Regions from separate parts of the Ovis aries genome. Here region 2 is linked to region 1. Evidence: chromatin contacts called from public Hi-C data. All regions are on one chromosome and are shown on one strand. The core of a region is the stretch at or near the end of the contact, and the rest is flanking DNA. Distances in the headings are between cores, read along the strand shown. Region 1 holds the start of LOC114110806 (putative uncharacterized protein encoded by ZNF503-AS2). Region 2 overlaps LRMDA (leucine rich melanocyte differentiation associated).

Region 1 (6,127 bases), core at 1,842-4,341:
GTCCACCGATGCAGTCCTCAGATGAACACTTTTCAATTATTTTTTCCTTCTTTTTCTATAAAAAGTCAAATGATATTTTTTTTCAACTTTTATAAAGTTTGGGTGGGGAGATGAGAGGTGGGGGAAAGGGGACTTTCCCACCGGGTCTCGGTCGCTGTTTCGGGTAGATAGATACAGTATATATATATTTTCCTTTCCTGGCCCGGGTCATCCCCACGCGCGGGTGACAGTCGCCTCGGCCCTGTTCCCGCCCCTCCCTCGGCTCCTCCCCACCCCCACCCCCCAGTTCTTTTCTTTCCCTCGATAGCCCTCGAGACCGCCCTCACTGGTACCCCAGCGCCGAGGCCGTGGTCAGTCTCTGTCCGTAGAGGGCATAGGGGGAGTAGTACGGTCCGGTGGCGGCGGGCACGGGCACGGGGGCACCGGGCGTGGGGAGCGGGCTCTTGGAGTAGGGGTGGTAGCGGCTGCTGAGTCCCAGCGCGTGGTGGGGGCTGCGCAGCGCCAGCGTCCCGGGGCTGCCCGGAGCGCCCGACGTGGGGATGTGCATGTGGCAGGCCATGGCGGCCGCTGCGGCGCTGGCCAGAGACGAGGAGCTGGGGTAGCCCGACAGCAGTTTGTCTGTCCCGGGGAAGGCCGTGTGGGTCCGCAAGTGGCTCAGCAGCTCTTCAGACGTCGCGAAGCGCTTGTCGCAAGGCCCGTTGGCCGACACCCAGTTGCAGATGTGGGGGAGCGGGTCGTTAGGGAGCATGAAGCCGTAGGGGTAGAGGGGGTGGCCGGCCAGAGAGGGCGGTGTGGCGCCGGCGGCCGCGGCCGCGGTGAGCGATGAGTGCACGCCGTGCAGCGGGTGCGTGGGGTACACCAGCGGGTATCCGGACTTGAGAGCCGCGGCCGCCGCGGCCGGATCGTGAGCGCACGACGCGCTGGCTGCCGCCGCCCCAGCCAGGTGACTGGCGCAGTGGTAGCTGAGGCAGTACGGGTCCCGACACAAACTGGCTGTCATCACGGACGGCGGTGACGCTCCGGCCAAGGGGCTCGAGCCGGCGGGCTTGCTGCAGCCCAGAGAACCCGCCGCGGCCGCCGCCAGCTGAGCCCCCACTAGGCTGCCCGGCTTGGTGGGGTCGAGCGCCACGCCGTGTGGCAGGAACTGGGGCGGGTAGCCGGCGTAGGCCCCAGCCAGGCTCCCTGGGTAGGTCATGCCCGCGGGAGGCAGAGGGAACACTGTTTGGCCCGGCTTGTAGGGCGACACGGGCGCCACCAGCCCAGAGCCCAACACAGAGGAGGAGGTGGGCGCGCTGGGGCCGGAGCTGGAGCCGGAGCCTGATGAGCCGCCGCAGTCCGAGCCTAGAGCCTTGCCCCCGGGGCCCCCATCTGGGTGCTGGTTCACGTCCACATTGATCCCGCCGCCACAGCTAATCCGGCCGTGCGCCAGCCCCGTGGGTCCCCCTTCGGCCGAGGCGCCCCCGGAGCCCTTGGCGCCGCCACCGCCGCCGCCCGCCTCGGGGTCCTTCTTGTCGTCCTTGCCATCCGGGCCGCCCCCGGCCGAAGGCAGCATGCCTCCTGGAGAACAGGCCGAGGCGCTGGAGCTTGGGCTGCCTGTCCTGGGCGTGAATGGCTGGCAGGTGGCGCTCGGTACCCGGAATCCGGACTTCTCCGCCGAAACCCCCCCGCCGCCGCCCCCGCCGCCCCCTCCTCCTCCGCCGCCGCCGCCTCCCGGTTCTTTCTTATCCGAGCCGGGTTTGGAGTACGGCTTGAAACTCGACTTGTCTTCCACGCCGATGTCGCTCAGCTTGAGGGGGCCCGACTTGGCGTCCTTGTCGCCCCCGGCGCCGCCGCCGGCACCGCCCGTGCCACCCCCGTTGGAGGCCACTGAGGAGAGTTTGGACGAGGGCGAGGGGTCGGGCTTCCCGATCTGCGAGCATGTTTGGGCCAACAGCGCCAGCGGGCTCTTCTTGGCATCGAGCTGCAGGGTCAGACGTGGGGCGGGGGGGGGCGCACAAAGAAAGAAGGGGAAACCCTTTAGAATCCTGCCTTCTAGGTTTCGAGCGCACCTCAGCCAAGACCGTAAAGATCCTTCCAGCCCCGAGGCGCAAATCTAGGAGACATCCCTTCTACACACACATTCTCTTTCTTGAGAAAGGCCACAGCACCCCCACCCCACCCCCAGCCCCGCCACCAGGATCTTTCCTGTCCTCTCTAAGCGATAACTGGATTGGAAAAAAAAAAAAAACAAACTCGAAAAATGTTTTGGTTTCTGATTCTTTGACCCAGAACTGTACTCCCCACCCCCACCTCTAATACTTCAGAGTAAGGGCTCGGGTCGTTGGCGCCTTAGAGGCTGTGTACAAATACCAGCTTCTGGGAAACCGGAGGACCGGGACTTTGGAACCGTATTTTGGACTCCCGTCTGTCTTCTGGCCTGAGAGTGAGGGGGCCTGGGTCGAGGTAGGGGCTTTAACACCAATGGAAGAAACAAGTTTTGATTGCCTTGGCTCCTAGCATTCACACCCCATTCTACCTCCTCCCCTCTTTCCGCCCTAGTTTTAAGGTGCGGGAGCACGATCCTCTCCCCTCATCCCGGAGCTGAATCACTCCGATCCCCCCACCTTCACCCCCTGCAGATCACAAGAGAAAGAAATCCCGTGGAGGGGCAGCCAGAGTGGTGGTCCCAGCGCGATCCGGGGATAGGGTCCTTACCTCTATGGGGCTGACGGGAGTGGAAGGCAGGGGCTGCAGGTACTCAGGGTGCAAAATGTGGCCAGTCCGTGCCGTCAGCATCTTCAGCACCTTGATGGGCAGGCGGTTAGCCTGGCGGAGGGGGTCAGAGGGGGGCACAGCGTGCACAAAAGGCTTGGTGCTGCCGGCCGGGGACGAGCCTGGGCCGGGGCCGGAGCTATTTCCAGAGAGCGCGCTGGTCCAGGCAGGGTCCGCACTGCCGCCGCCGCCGCCGCCGCCGCCGCTGTGCTTACTGCTTCTTAAGGCAGAAAGCGAGGGCGCTGTGCTCATGACCCACCCGCGCGCATGGGAGCAGCGGGGGGAGGGCTCCAGGAGGCGCGGGGCGGGCTCCGGGCTGCGCTCTCGCCCGGGGAGCAGGAGCAGCAGGAGGAGGTGGAGCTGGCTCGGCGGTCACAGGCGCCCAGCGCGCCTTCTTGGCGCCTGGAGCCACAAGCGAATAATCCTGGGTGGCCCGCAGCGGAGCCGCGGCCGAGCGGGAGGAGCCGGCCCGACTGCGGGAGTGCCGGGTGGCTAGCCGTGTCGGCCTTGGGCTGTGCCCCTGCGCTGCGCACTCGCGGCCCGGCGCTGGCGCTGCTCTCCGCGATGTGAGCCGCTGCCTGTCCAGCCGGGGCTCTGGCGAGGAAACTCACTTCAAAAGCAGCTGCACCGAGGGGGAGATTAAAGCCTTTGCCGCCTTCCAATCAAATGGGAGCCCGAGGTGATTGGAGGGTCAAGGGGATGTGACGCGTCCCGCGCCGCCGCCGCCGCCGCCAGGACTCTCAGCGCTGGTTTTAATGGGCAGCTCCCTCTTTGCCGCTCCCCCTGCGTGTCCCCTCCCTAGATTTCGCTCGGAGGACGAGCTGGACATTTATTCTACGTTTGCTATCTGCCGCCTCCCTCTCTTTTCTTCCTCGTCGTCCTTTTCCCCAGCTGGAGAATAAACTGAAACCTTCTTTTGCAGGAGGGTGCTTGCAAGGAACAGTTTGAGCGTGTTCAGAAGGAGCACTAGCAGGAGTCTGGACAACGGCCGGACTGTCAACTCCAGGGCCGCCACGGAGGTCCACACCCCCAAGTATTCTCTCCCCCGCCTCAGTAATTGAAATCTCCTGCGGTGCAGCCGCCTGGGTAAGGAAAGGTGGGGAGCGGGTGTTGGAGGAAGTCCGCCCGCCCGCTTTGATTTCCCGGGATTCGGCGGCAGAGAAACCAGAAGCTAGGTGGGCAGCGGAGGCGGAGGAGGCAAGTCTCGGCTCTAAGCTAGGTTCCCCGCCCTTCCCGGCCACGTGACGCCCGGAGATGCGCAGATTGGGGCAGGAGGGGGGTCACATGTTTCCTCTGTTTCACACTCAGCACCCCCCCGCAATTCTTACTCTCCTTTGCCACCCTCTCTTCTACCCGCGCCCCCCTCCCGAGTTCTCTGGGCATCTCCACCCCTCCATCAATTGTCAATGTTCCTCGACCGCAATCAATCAGTTATTTGTCAGCTCTTGTCAATCCGCCGGTGATTTATGTCAGCTTTTGTTGCTGATTACAAGGCGGGTGCGACTTGAAGGGAAAAAGGGAGAGGGAGAGAGAGACGCAGAGGAAGGAAGAGACTGAGGGGGAACTGAAGGAGGGGGAAGGAGGAGCAGCCTCCTGGGATGAGAGGCGGGGGCTCTAAGAAAAAGAATGAAAGAAGAGAAAGAGGCGCTCGGTGTCAGGAAAATGAATAGTGAGAGTAAAGTGCGCAGGTGCGCCAAGGGCGCTGAGAAGGGTGCGCTGGCCTGGGGTGTGCGCCTCGCTCCTCTAGGTACTGGAGAGAGAGATAACACCCTTCCACCTCTGGGGATTCCGTTCCTTTGGGGCCACGCGCAGAGTTCCGAGCGCTCTCGGTATCCGAGACAGGCAGTGGCGACGTCCAACACGGGAGATTTTTTACCCCCCAAGCCATGGTACTCCCTTCGGGGTACGTTGAGTGCAGTCGTCAGGCTGCCAGCTGGCCCCCTCTACCCCCTCCCTAGTGCCCTGACTCCAAACTCGGAAGCTTCTTTCTAAGAGCCACATTACCAACGTAGCCTTGAGTTCTGGAGGTCAGTGGTGGGGTACCCCCCCCTCAGTTCTTTGACACCCGTCCCCCATCGTGGCTAGGGCTGAGAGGTTGCGAAGAAGAGGCCTGACGTGTGTGTTGGGGCAGATAGGTTCCAGGCTCACTCAGGCCCCCTCTTCCAGCCCTCCCTCAACCCCTGCCATCCCCGCAGTCTTGGTAGCCAGGGTTACTCTGGGCTGCTCGCTCGAATTTATTGGAACGCCGAGCCGGGACTGACCAGCGCGGGGAGAGCAGAGGGAAGAAGCAAGAGAGAGAGGGTGGGTGCGGCGGGGTGGGGTGGGGTGGGGTGGGGGCGGCTGCCTGTGGGAACAACTGGCTCTTCCAGGGAAGCGGAGCGGGACCGCCGCGTTCCCCTCGATTTGCACCGTCATTCGGGCTGTTGGGAAGGCAGAGGGGAGGCGCTCTGCGTGCCTCCGCGTACCTGGATCTGAGTGCAGAAGTGTGTATGAATGCCTGTGCATCTGTGTGAGTGGTCAGGGCTTTGGTAGCGTCTGGAGCGAATTCGAGGGGTGGGTGACCTCCAAAAACTCGCAGAAACTGGAAGGGGGCGAGAGAAGGGTACATCCCTTTCCTCGGAAGGACTTGGAAGACTTTGACTCTCCCCTCCCCCTCGCCCTTTTCCACCCCGGCTCTTCTTTTGTTGTCAAGTCCTTTTGATAAATGGTGGGGCTGGGAGCGCTGGGGAGCCGGGAGCCAGTCTGTACCCGCGCGGGGGGGCGGGGGCGGGGGCCGGGCCTTGAGACCCGGTTTCCACCCTTGCTCACCCGGCCGGTGCCCCGTCGGCGCCGAAGTCGGGTCTGGGACCTGCCTTCGGCGTGCTCGCGGTTTCCACTCTCACCACCCCATTCCTCCCTCCCTCATTTTTGTCTCTGTCTCCCACTCCGCACAGGTACCGAGAACTTTCTAGGGGTGAGTTTTAGAATTTCTCGTAGGCATTCTTTTTATGCGTTTTAATGTTATCCCTTGATTCTTTAGCTTGGTAAACTTCATGAGATGGTAACTTGACTAAAGATACTTTGGAGAAGCGGGGAGTGAGGCGGTGTGTATACGAGGAGTTTGTCGGTGTATGTGTGCGTGAGTGTAGGTGTAAGAACACACCTCCGTTCAAGGGGCTTTGGAGGGTCTGCCGGTGCGACAGCGGAGGAAGGTGAGTCCATGAGACTGTGGCGCGGCCACACGCGAAGTTGTGAAGGCTGTCTGAAATCACCTTTGGGGAGCGAGTCCCAGGTGCCGGTTTCTGACAACGGGACGGTTCTGTCTCTGCAGAGCAGAGCTTCTGAGGCTGCCCGCATCCTGCTGCTCCGTTAGTGTCTGAGTCACTGAGTTAGTGGT
Region 2 (6,127 bases), core at 2,698-5,197, 260 kb after region 1:
GCATCCCTGTCCATCACCAACTTCTGGAGTTTACTCAAACTCATGTCTATCGAGTCGATGATTAGTCTAAAACAAAAATAAGGGGTGGAGGCATGAAGCCAACCATGGTGGTAATATTGTATTAGAATGTTCTCTTGGGGGAAGCTTGGGTTCTTCTCTGTTCTTTATGTTGGGTAAAGAAGAAAGTCAGCTACATGTCAAGGCCATTTGCTGCCCTAAGTTCACGAACCACTGCCTGTGGTCCTTCTCAGTCCAGAGGACACATAAGCTGAGTGTTGTGGGCTTCAGTTTCAGGCCTGACTTGGTGATTAGAGAAGCTCAGTAGGACTGGTCTCAGTGGCAAGAGGTAGGATGCACGATCCTTGGGGCTGGCCAAGAATAACAGGCACAGACCTGGCCCCTGGACGGAGGCCACCTGGGGAAGGCCCACGGCAACTTGCTGACAGAGTGCAAATCTGCCCTGTCGCAGAGCCAACCTGGCATTGGGGTAAGATGGTCCAGGGCCTGTGGCTTCTTATGCATCTTAGGAAGTTAAAGAAATGGAATTTGGAGAGATGTTCTAGGCTTATGGTGCCTTCATCAAGTATGCCTTTGCTTTCGCCATTTTTTTTGCTTAAGACTGAGATTTTTTTCACTTCTTTATTTTCTTCCTTCCTTCCTCCTTTTTCATTCTCTCTCTGTCCTACCCTTTCCTTCCTCTCCCTCCCTTTTTCCTGTTTCTCTTTTTAACAGAGGTGGAGAAAACTAAGTGCGCCTAGGCTCTGTCTTTGCTATATATATACATAGATATGTATATATTTGCTTCTTGCCAAGAGAAATACATACCTTGGGTTTTTTTTTTTTTTTTTGATCCTAAGAGAATCTTTTTCTTTTCCTAAGTTATAAATGACCTCTGTCCTCCTCTCTTACTTTCTTCCCACCCCCCTTGGAATGTGTGTGTCTGTCTCTTTCTCTTCTGTATCTCTTTGTCTCTTTCTCTCTCTCTCACTACACACACACACCCACCCCCACACACACACACACAATACCTTGAAGACTTGAAGATGCGTACAGGATACACCTTTTGTGTTTCATTTATTGTACAATATTTCACACATCTGTAATTATATTACTCTTAAAATAAAGCCTTCATCCACTTTTAACATCTTTTGATGTCCGTTCCCCGCTGACTCTATTTTTTCTTGTTCCCACTTTACGTTAATGTGAAGAGACAGTTGAGTAAATGCACAATGAACTTCAAAACCTAGTAATTGTTTTTCAGAAAGAATGAAACTTGCGAATTAGATATGGATTGTAAAAGAACACCAGGGCTGATTAGTGTTTGTGAGGGGCGCCTGCCGGACGGCTCTGACACCTGCCTGCCAGCTCTCGCCACAAATGCCACCACTGATGCCTCTGTTCTGCCCATCACAGGATGCGGGGGAGCAGTGCTGGGTGGGAGTTGAAAGACTCGGCAGTGAACCACCTTGTCAGGCTTGGCAATTCACGGGATGCCTGACATAAAAGGCAGCGAGAAACAAAGATGAGTTGCATCCATTTTTACAAGCAAACTCAAGTTATCTGTAAAAATAAAATAAAATAATAAGTTTTTGTTTTTTAAAGAGAGAAGGAACGAGCATTGAAGGTATTCACTACAGTTTTTTTTTTTTTTTTTCCTTGAAGGTTGTGGAGATAATGAGATTTTTGAGACTTGGGGGAGGAAAAGAATTCACAAGCCAAGTTTCAAGCTGCTGAAAAATTGCTTTTAGGAAAGGAAAAAAAAAAAAAAACCTTTTGCATGCTAACCATCTGCTTGCATCTTGTTTACTGCCCAGAGTGCCAGTTTGTGCTTATTAATCATGCTTACACAAGTATCTTAATTACTCCCTATGTAGCTGCTCTGTCTTGAACTCAGAAATTGACCTTTCTCTTTTTATTCCTTTAAATCATTAATCATACACAATCAATGCCAGTGGGGCAGAGCCACGGAGAAGGCTACCCAGATTCTCACACCTCACGCCAGTCCCTGGCAGACAGGGGACGCGGAGTGACTGCCTCGCCAGCAGCCGGCCGTATCTTAATTAATGACTCTGCTGTGTTGAGACTCACGGGCTCGGGGAGGCCGCTCCCACTACCGCCCCTGGTTGCTTCTGCCTACTTCCTTGGTGGCTGCCGGGGTTGAGCAGTGCCTGCTTGACTCTGCTGAAAACCGTCAAGGCCTTAGCCAGGGCTTGACCCTCCTGCGCAGCTAGACTCTGGAAGGCTCCTAGCGGAGGCAGAGTGAACTTCTGAGAGAAGATGCTGGTTCTTAGCATGAGTGGGACGTCCCACCAGACCAGTGGTGCTCCCGCTTTGCCGTGCATGTCCGTCTGCTGGAAATGCCATTGAAAAGTAGGTTTCTGATTCAGGAGGTCTGGCTGGGACCTGAGCATTACCTCCCATGTGACACTAATGCTGCTGCTCCAGGGACCACACTGTGTGCACCAAGGAGTTAGACAAGTGATGACGACTGAGGTCCTCCCTCTAAGCCTGAAGAGGGCAGATGAGCGTAACCTCGAGGAACGTGGTATATGTCCCCCTGTCCCCCTGTCCCCCTTTCGGCTTTATCAGTACGACTTTGGTGAGTGGAAACAAAAAGAATTTCCACAGAAGTGGCATACACATATCCACAAATGTGATGCCCTTTTCTGGGCATTGGAACCACATGTGATGTAAAGATTGGCCTTTGTCATGGAGGAAATAGTGAAGTTGAGACTTTGTTTTTCCTTTTTCATTGAACTTTGTAAAAAAGTTGCTTAAAAGAGCCAAAATAATTCTATTCAAAAAAAAAAAAAAAAAAAGAAGTGCTCAAAACTAAAAGTAAAAATGGAAAAAAAAAAAAAGGATTGAGGCTTGGGTTTCATAAGACTGCTTCTCAGTTCCAGTACAGCAGACAAATTACAGGATATGAAAGTAATTTTGTTCCCCCTGACCCTGTTCTTTCAGCCTCCTAAGTAGGATGGGGAACCTGGAGATAGGAAACAGGAGAAAACATAAATTGAGGGCTGCTGCTTTTAGCCAGGTTGACTGTTCTACTTTTAAAGGGGAGGAATTTAGCATCTCTGGCAAAATAGGCTGAATTTCTACTCACTGTCATTAATTTTACATGTAAAAGTAGGAACTACATGTGCAGAGCTGTATGGCAGTAACATACACCTTAGGATTTGGGTTGACACTCCTAGCCATGATAACACAGGCATGGAATACATTTGAAACACATTCTAAATAGCACTTAGGATCTGCACGCTTTCCCGTCTAAGAGAAGCTCAATAGATCATATACTGATGATGCTAAGGGTTTTGCCCTTGAATCCTCTGGAAGGAAACACACATAAAAACACGTTATAACTAACCTTCATTGCTTTCCATTTCAGCTAATAGTGGAGTGAGGGTCAGGGTGGGAAGGGATTTGATTAAAAGCAAAGTCTTAAGTAAAAGCAACAAGTCTGTATTAGTGAAAAATCACCTAATTAATTCAGATAAAAACTTTGTCGTTCCACATGCAGTGAGAGTACACGGTTAACCGACTTTATTATTTACATTAAAAATGACTTGTTCATGAAGTTAAAAAAATCAATTACTCTGAATGAGGTGAATTAAGAAAATATTTCATCAGCATAGCTTGCCTTTTCAACTGGCAGCCTTTTTGGAGTTTCTCAGTGATTTATGAAGTGAAAATTTGGTCTTGTCTCTAGTGAGGACATCCTGTAGCCTTCCTACATAGTTTTGGTATTTTGGTATGTGAGGGGTTTTGGCAGCTTGGCGAGTATCTGGGCCAAAATGACAGAAAGACATAACTCACTTGCATTTGGTAAAGTAATAATTAACTTGAACTTCTGGACATGCAACATTTTGAGAACTGGAACTGGGTGCCTTGCACAATCATGGTCTGCTGTGAAACCCTTTATAGAAGACTCTTCTTGTTCTTGGAACTTCATGCGGACTTGAAAGCAGGCTGATTTAAGTGTTGAGAGCCTGGTTTGGCAAGAGTTGTGTTTATGCTTCTCTCTCTGAAGGCCATGGATCTGACCCCTCTGAGGAAGCCAAGGTATTTTTAGGGAAAGGCTAGAGTGGCATTTTCTGGGGAAAATTGGTGGCATTTTTCATGAAGAACTCTTGGGACAGGGATTGAGGCTGGGTTGAAGCCTCATGAGGACCCTGCTCTCACTGGGTCAGGGCTCTGCATCCTCTTTTAGGAAAACTCCAGACTTGCTTTAGTGGGAGACAGGCAGCCTATAGGCCTTTCCTGTAGGGAGTAATTGAAAGCCCCTGTCTAGCAAAGAGAGATTCTTGGATTCTTGGTGTTTAATTTTTCTGGAGGGGGAGTCTGGGAAATCTGCAGTTTTATAATTCCCCAGGTAATTCTGGAGTTCAGCCACCATTGAAAATCGCAATGGTACTGCTCACATTGGCCCCTTGCATTCTCTAGCCACTGTACAGGTCTGGGACCCAATCCTTTCAAACTGTGATATTCAAGCCCTGAAGATAAAAAGACGATGACCTAAGCAGGGTGTCTTCCTTGAGACGCCCACAGTCTGTGAAGGAAGATGCTCTACATTACCAGATTAGCTGCTCTGGGCTTGATGTTGCCCCCCATGTCCCGTATCTCGGCCTCTTGGCTCCTGTCTGTTGGCTTGGCCTGCCATTTAGTGCTTTCTTGAGCCATATAAGCTGTGTGGTGCCCTGCCCCCGTGTAGGTCTAATTCTGATCTCAATTCTGATCCACGTTCCCAACAGCATGGTGTGAGGGATACTACAGGAAGGATGGATTCTCCTGTGAAGACTGTTGGGGAAGCCCCAGTCAGAACAAAGTTCAACACTTGGCTTAGCTGTCAGGCTCCTCTTAATATTCTTAGGTATTGTGTATGTCTAAGCCTTTGACTGTGTGGATCACAATAAACTGTGGAAAATTCTTCAAGAGATGGGAATGCCAGACCACCTGACCTGCCTCTTGAGAAACTTATATGCAGGTCAGGAAGTGACAGTTAGAACTGGACATGGAACAACAGACTGGTTCCAAATAGGAAAAGGAGTACATCAAGGCTGTATATTGTCACCCTACTTATTTAACTTCTATGCAGAGTACATCATGAGAAACGCTGGACTGGAAGAAACACAAGCTGGAATCAAGATTGCCGGGAGAAATATCAATAACCTCAGATACGCAGATGACACCACCCTTATGGCAGAAAGTGAAGAGGAACTAAAAAGCCCCTTGATGAAAGTGAAAGAGGAGAGTGAAAAAGTTGGCTTAGAGCTCAACATTCAGAAAACGAAGATCATGGCATCTGGTCCCATCACTTCATGGGAAATAGATGGGGAAACAGTGGAAACAGTGTCAGACTTTATTTTTTTTGGCTCCAAAATCACTGCAGATGGTGACTGCATCCATGAAATGAAGACACTTACTCCTTGGAAGAAAAGTTATGACCAACCTAGACAGCATATTCAAAAGCAGAGACATTACTTTGCCAACAAAGGTCCATCTAGTCAAGGCTATGGTTTTTCCAGTGGTCATGTATGGATGTGAGAGTTGGACTGTGAAGAAAGCTGAGCACCGAGGAATTGATGCTTTTGAACTGTGGTGTTGGAGAAGACTCTTGAGAGTCCCTTGGACTGCAAGGAGATCCAACCAGTCCATTCTAAAGGAGATCAGTCTTGGGTGTTCTTTGGAAGGACTGATGCTAAAGCTGAAACTCCAGTACTTTGGCCACCTCATGCGAAGAGTTGACTCATTGGAAAAGACTGTGATGCTGGGAGGGATTGGGGGCAGGAGGAGAAGGGGACGACAGAGGATGAGATGGCTGGATGGCATCACTGACCTGATGGACGTGAGTTTGAGTGAGCTCCGAGAGATGGTGATGCACAGGGAGGCCTGGCGTGCTGTGATCATGGGATCACAAAGAGTCAGACATGACTGAGTGACTGAACTGAACTGAAGAGAAGAGTAGTTTACAATCTTCCCCATTTTGTTCTCTTGAACTCTTTTTAACACTGTGGGTTGAATAATCCATACAGTATATTTTCCCCAATGCTGTTCTATTCTCTGGGACATGGTCCAACCTCAACTGTAGATAATGAGGCTGTATTTATGCTCACTAGCATAAATA

The links. Hi-C and Micro-C count contacts between places; a contact is called where the count stands out from the background.
Region 2: a Hi-C map of tail adipose tissue shows a contact between it and region 1, with 5 times the contacts expected there. The contact joins the enhancer-like site here to the promoter of LOC114110806 in region 1. A contact is called at or near these places in 5 of 16 Hi-C or Micro-C datasets (hypothalamus, liver, omental adipose tissue and 2 more).

What each region holds. Positions count from the first base shown.
Region 1 is chr25:30,346,394-30,352,520 of ARS-UI_Ramb_v3.0, forward strand. LOC114110806 (putative uncharacterized protein encoded by ZNF503-AS2) reads left to right here and starts at 3,092. Exons shown (of 4, transcript XR_006058018.2): 1 at 3,092-3,430; 2 at 3,674-3,837; 3 at 6,062-6,127. It overlaps ZNF503 (zinc finger protein 503), which reads right to left and starts at 3,347. Exons shown (of 2, transcript XM_027962213.2): 1 at 2,695-3,347; 2 at 1-1,960. The coding sequence starts at 3,003. The coding sequence ends at 323.
Region 2 is chr25:30,603,899-30,610,025 of ARS-UI_Ramb_v3.0, forward strand. The region is part of intron 2 of LRMDA (leucine rich melanocyte differentiation associated); the gene reads left to right. Among named protein-coding and RNA genes, the nearest start is that of TRNAG-CCC, 180 kb to the left of the region's middle. Within about 2 kb of position 3,948, at least 8 of the 54 cell types and tissues checked have an H3K27ac peak or open chromatin away from gene starts, as enhancers often do. A contact at or near this core is called in liver and tail adipose tissue, where this site is marked.